Linked DNA regions of Anser cygnoides: region 1 is linked to region 2. A link is a contact called in public Hi-C data. All regions are on one chromosome and are shown on one strand. Each heading gives the region's core, a stretch centred on a gene start, on an enhancer-like site or on the middle of the called end of the contact. The rest is flanking DNA. Distances are from core to core; before and after follow the strand shown. Region 1 holds the start of TMEM38B (transmembrane protein 38B). Region 2 holds the start of SLC44A1 (solute carrier family 44 member 1).

Region 1 (3,083 bases), core at 557-3,056, 190 kb before region 2:
CCAAGTATCCATTTGTGAAAGAAAGCTACACTTCAAATTTCCAAGAATACATGGTAATACCTAAAAAATAAAAGATCAATGATAACATTAGCCATCCTATTTCATAATGGCTGCTATTTCAATTATGATTTAATGTTAAGTTCAAACCATTTGCGAGCAAGAAACGGAAGAGCATGCAGTCACCTGAATTACAGTTACTAACAGTGAGTACTAGAGGATACTCAAAAGTTCTGAACTTTCCAGCTACTAAGATGACAAGGAAAAAAAAGAACAAAATAAAGAAATCAACAGACTTCTGACAGACCTTCCACTGTCCCAAAGTGTAGTCTCACTAACGCTGTGCTACACTCCGCATCAGCAAAGTAGACTAATTCCTCCCATCCCAGTCCTCAAATCTGCGTCCACTTCAGAAGAAAGTTTAAAGGCGGTGCATTATAATGTCAAATACCTCTGGACAGAAAGCCTCTTCTCAAATGGAAGAGTTGTATTACACAATGTCTCATGTCAGCAACCAGAAGCAATTTTAGTAGTAGTAACAAGATCTGTTGAAGATGCCAGCATACATAAACATTTTGTATCAGCCTTTACAATTTGCCAAGTGCACTTACTCAGCAGGAAGTAAAAATTCACCTTGGCACATTTAAGAAGTGACCAAAGAATAAGCTCTCACCAAACAGAGTGCTGAGCCTTAAAAATCTGAAGCAAGCAGAAACTCCCAAATCTGCTCTATAATCCCAAAAGCCAGTTTAGTCTCCTACACAGTCACCAGCTGGGATGCAACGTTACCACAATTGTCCAAAGTCAATCCACAAGTAGCTACTCTAAACACCAAAATGATGCTCGTCTCCATACTTATGACAACTAGAACTAGGTTTGGGGCTAACAAAGACAGTGGAAAAGATTTTCTGGGGCAGAGCAAGTAGAGATTGAAGTAGAGAAGTGTCACTGTGCGCACTCATACAGCTCCCAAAACACTGGCAGCGAAAGGCTTTCCTAGCTTAACTGTACAAGCTATGAGTACAACGTGAAGTCACAAACTAGAACACACCCAGCCCATTACAATCCTGTGGCAGGTTTCCTACCAGACATAATTTCCTGAGCACCTTTCTGCTTAACCAGGACTCGAGAGGGATATAAGGAGGCGACCAGAGTTGCTCCTTGCACCCCTGTAATGGTGCCTGGCAGCAAGGTGCCAGCCTGCCACCTTCCCTCCACGCAAAAACCTGATTTCAGAGGTTTCAGCCCTTTTATTTTTGGGACGTTTTAAGCCTTCCACCGTGATAAGGTCTTCAGCAGCCGCTCGGGCTGGCTTCCCCTGTGCCCCTACTGAGGAGGCAGGAGGAACTCGGCTGGACACAGCCAACATTTACATACGGGTGGCTTCACCTGGACCGCAGGAGACCTTATTTCCACGCTGAAAGAAGAAAAAATGGAGGGGGGGGGGGGGGGGGAAGCAGACCCTTGGAGTGTCTCAGTCCCCCTCCAGGCCAGCCCAACCCACCCCTGTCCCCGCGGGCAGCCCCCCGCCATTTCGCGCGGCGGCTCCGGCTCCGCCTCGCCTGGCCTGGCCCCGCCTGGCCCCGGCAGCCTTCCCCGCTCACCCCGCTGCTCCTTCAGCGCCATGACGGAGGCCACGTAGTGCGCCATGTCGAAGAAGGGGAACATGGGCAGGCGGGAGAAGGCCAGCGGCACCTGCCCCAGCTCCATGGCGCCCGCGGGGCAGCCTGGGCCTCTGCCGGCGCCGTGCGAGAGGGGAGGCGCGGCGGTGCCCGGCGAGCTGCCCGCCCCCGCGCCGGGCTGCAACTGGCTGCTGCCTCCGGGCTACCCCCGCTGTCCCCTCCCCGCTGGCCGGGCTCCGCGGCTCTCCCCGCAGGCCTGCGGGGCGCTGCCAGGCCCGCCTGCAGGCACAGGCCACGTTTGGAGCTGAGCCGGGAGGGACTCGGTGAAAGCCTCTCCTTCGGGGGCCAGGTCACGGCCAGCAGCAGCCGCACCGTTCCCGGTGGGCAAATCTGCCTGTGCCGACAGGTATAAGGAGGGTCTGTGCCTCCCCTGGATGCTCTTTTTCAGCACTTTCTGCTAGAAGATGTTTCCCAAAAATCCACTCATTCAGTGCATATTGAAGTCCTGACTTATCCTGTCAGCTTTGAATGGGGTATAAAGCTGATTGCTTTCCTCTTTTATAGTCATGTTCTGCCAACTTGAATGCTGTCTCTGTTAAGTCTCTCCTTTGCCTTTTTTACAGCATCATGGTATTTCTGCTCCACGATCAGCTTGTGATGGGTTTTAGTCCCCAAGGCCTTTTCTACACTACTCCTTATTCCCTACCACAGATCCAGACAGGTACAGGTCACTGTACTTAACTGGTATAAGTGTGATACCTTGCTTTTTCCCTTTTTTCTCTCTCCTTTTTTGTTGTTTAGTTCATCAAGAGTACTTAGAACTACAGTCCTGTCCTCCAGCCTGTGGTCTTTCTCAGGTTAATGTCATCAATCATCACCTGCCTAATAATTACCAAGAGTGTTGACATATCCCTGATCCCAGTCACACCTTAGCAGAAACCCTTTTTAATACATGCATTCATTTTGATAGTGAAACCCGTTGTTAGCTGTTTTATTTTCTAAAAGTGGATTTCTAACCAGTTTTGCATTACAGTATAAAAATGAAAACAACAACAAAACTGTTCATGAGCTTCCCAAGTGAAATGTTATCAAAAACTTCTGCCTTCAAGATACACAGCATCTTCGTTGTCCACCAGACTGGCTAACTTGTGATAGAAGGCAATTACATTGAGGTGAAGCTGTTCTTCACAGACCTATGTCAAGGATTATTGGCCTTCTTATTTTTTTAAGTGAGTTAACTCTTTTTTTTTTTTTTTTCCTCTGACAATCCAACTTAAGTTTAGTGGTTTATGATTCTTTTGACATTCTTCCAATTACAGGAAAGCACCATTTTTGTCTTTGTATTTGATTTCCACAAGCTACTAAAGAGGAGAGTTAATGGCTCTAAAATTGACACACTGTATGAAATCAAGCTAAGCAATCTGAAAACATGTATGTTCAGCTGGTGCTCTCAAACTGGTTCTT
Region 2 (2,879 bases), core at 298-2,797:
GAACGCTTTCTGCAAACAATATGCCAGACGAAACTGTTGCTGGTGAAATATTCAGCAACCACCTTTTGATTTGGATTTCCTGAGGAAATGCACAATTGCTCACGGTTAAGGAATTAAACAGTCAACCACTGTTTATAGCTCAGTTACATATACGGGGTGCTGAGGTGAATTACTGTACCACATCTCGCCACACACAGGGAAAGCAAATGAAAGGTTCGGCAGCATACTATTAACATCACGAGATCTGGCAGGGGAGCGCAAATTTCACTGGAAAACAAGATCAGTTACATGAAACCTCTGAACAGGACTGACACTGAAAACATCTAATCCTCTATTTTTCCTGCTTTTGGTGTAGCGTCGCCCACAAACAAGCCTGCTTTTTCCTTTAAGAGCAGAACGGAACAGGGCACGGCAATTCGGATTGACGAAGAACACCCAGAACGGGCCTATTAAACACTCACGAAAAGCAATCTGGGTGGGAAATCGCGGAAAACAAGGTCGGAAAGGACTTCAAAACATCGCTTGCAAACATCAAACTCGCTCGCGGTGCTCCAAGTCTGCACCGGCTTCACTTGCGGCGCTCCTGACAGCTGTTTGCTGCCGTGCTTCCAGCAGACCTCCGCGGCACCGACCCCACGGGCTCCCCCCGGCAGCCTGCTGCTGCAGTGGCCTGACAGTTCCCAAATCCCCTCCTCGCATTTGGGGGGAACGAAATCCCTCTGCAACTCGGACCCCTTTTATCCCTATCCCCCCCCACCCCCCAACAGGCTCATTGCCTGCCTTTTGCAGCGCTGCCGTGCGGGAAGGACGTCCACCGGACAGCTCTCTGCAGCGTTTTGCACGGGAAGGACGGAGCCCTCGTTAAAAATAAATAAATAAATAAATAAATAAATAAATAAACAAACAAGAAGGAAAGGAAGAAAGCCCCCGTCTGAAGGGCTGGCTTGCAAAAAGTCATCCCTGTGATGAGTCATCTGGGACAGCGGGCGGACTTTTCCCCCCCCTTCGAAGCTGGGAAGGGGGGGGGGGGGGGGATCCGGATCCGGCGACCACAAGCGACACCGCCGAGGGGAAACTGCGCTCGGCAGGGCACACGGCCGGGGGGGGGGGGGGCTGGTCCCTCGCGGAGCCTCGGGAAAGGGGCAGGGCGGGGGGGGGGTGAATAAATAAATGAAGAGCGAGGGGCCGGCATGGCGTTAAGGGGGGGGGGGGACGGGGTAAAGGGGAACACGGGGACAAGGGGGCAGGGGGACGAGGCTCTCACCTGCGCGGCGGAGCTGCAGCAGCCCATGGCGTCCCCGCGTCCCCGCCCCGGCGGTGCCCGCTAGGCGCCAGGCGGCGGCGGGCAGGCGCTGGGCATCCACCCGGCGGCACGGCCCGCCCCGGGGCGGTGGTGTTTGTGTGGCGGTGTGTGGTGGCGGTGGCGGTGGCGGCGGGGACGAGGCGGCGCTGCGCAGCCGCGGGGCCGGGCACCGGAGCGCGGACACGGCACCGGCTCCGCCGCGGCGCCCCCCCCAGAGCCTCCCCCAGCGGCGGCGGCGGCCGCGGTTGAGGGGCGGGGCTTGAGGAGGGAGGCGTGGCTTGTGGGGAGGGGGTGGGGTTTAGAGGGGAGGGCGGGGCTTGGGCCGGGGCCGGCGCGCCGCAGCGCGGGGGGTACCTGCGCCAGCGGCCAGCACCGCCTCCGCTTCCCGCGCGGCCGGCGGCTTCCGGTGGCGCAGGCTCGTCTGCCCGGCTGCCCTGTTGCCATGGCAACAGCGGGCGCAGGCCTCGCCTCTCCCCCCCCTCCCCGCTCCCCGTTTCTCCCTCTCCGCCCGGCCCCGTCTCCCTGTGGCCGCACGGCGGGGCAGCCAGCCCCCTGAAATGGCGGTCCCGAGCGGCGGGGGTGGGGGTGGGGGTGGGGGTGGGGGGGGGGGGGGGTGGGGGAGCGGCGGGGGTGCTGGTGGTGCTGGTGGTGCTGGTGGTGCTGGTGGTGGTGGTGCTGGTGGTGGTGGTGCTGGTGGTGGTGGTGGTGGTGGTGGTGGTGGTGGTGGTGGCGGCGGCGGCAGCAGGAGGTGTGCGTGTGCTTCACCCCTGCGTTGGCAGCTGGTTGCCCTGTGTTTGCGAACCCGGCGTGGGCAAGTGGCTTTAGCCTTCCCCCCGCCCCGGCACGGGTTTCGGGGGCGGTTGTTTTGAAGTGCCTGCCCCCGTGGTGCTGTGGAGAGTTGGGCTCGGGAACGCGTTAGGGCGATGAGAACCGCGTTAGGGTGGCGGGAACCACATCAGGGCAACGCAAAGCATGTTAGGACAATTGTGAACCACATCAGGACGTTTCGAACCACATCAGGACCATGTGAACCACATAAAGACAATGCAAACCGGATTAGGACGGTGTCTGATGTATCGATAACACATAAATTCAGGCTTCAGGTGTAGGCTGGACCACAGCTGTAAACCACATGGTTAGCAAGCACCTGAAAGCTTTTGAACTAGGTCAGGCCTTGTAGTCATTAATGGCGGCAAAGGCAACAGCTTTCCTCAGAATGAAACGCCGTTCACCTTGGAACCTCACAGCCCCCCAAAAGATAAGTTTATGTGGCCCAGGAGTTTTATCCAAAGGTGGCCCGAATACATTAGGAGACTCCAAATTTTAAAATGTTTTGCTGAATCTTTGCAGCGGGTTTAATTCAATCAGTACAATAGGCGATCCATGAGTAGGAATAACACCATATTGGTGTCAGTTTAAAATGATCCTTTGACAGGCAGAATGAGGCAAAAGAGGCCTTGTGACTAGAGAAGGAGTCTAGTTTAAGAGGTTTCCAAAATAGAACTAAAACTGGCATGTGGGTGAGTTGTGAATCATAAGTCTTTTTTAGCTCTTCCTCAATGGCAAATAACATCAC

Evidence for each region. Hi-C and Micro-C count contacts between places; a contact is called where the count stands out from the background.
Region 1: a contact with region 2 is called in a Hi-C map of liver, with 2.0 times the contacts expected there. The contact joins the promoter of TMEM38B here to the promoter of SLC44A1 in region 2. A contact is called at or near these places in 2 of 7 Hi-C or Micro-C datasets (granulosa cells and liver).

Annotation. Positions count from the first base shown.
Region 1 is chrZ:33,501,377-33,504,459 of Taihu_goose_T2T_genome, reverse strand. TMEM38B (transmembrane protein 38B) reads right to left here and starts at 1,806. Exons shown (of 6, transcript XM_048051491.2): 1 at 1,602-1,806. The coding sequence starts at 1,707.
Region 2 is chrZ:33,312,874-33,315,752 of Taihu_goose_T2T_genome, reverse strand. It overlaps SLC44A1 (solute carrier family 44 member 1), which reads right to left and starts at 1,547. Exons shown (of 16, transcript XM_066987878.1): 1 at 1,265-1,547. The coding sequence starts at 1,291.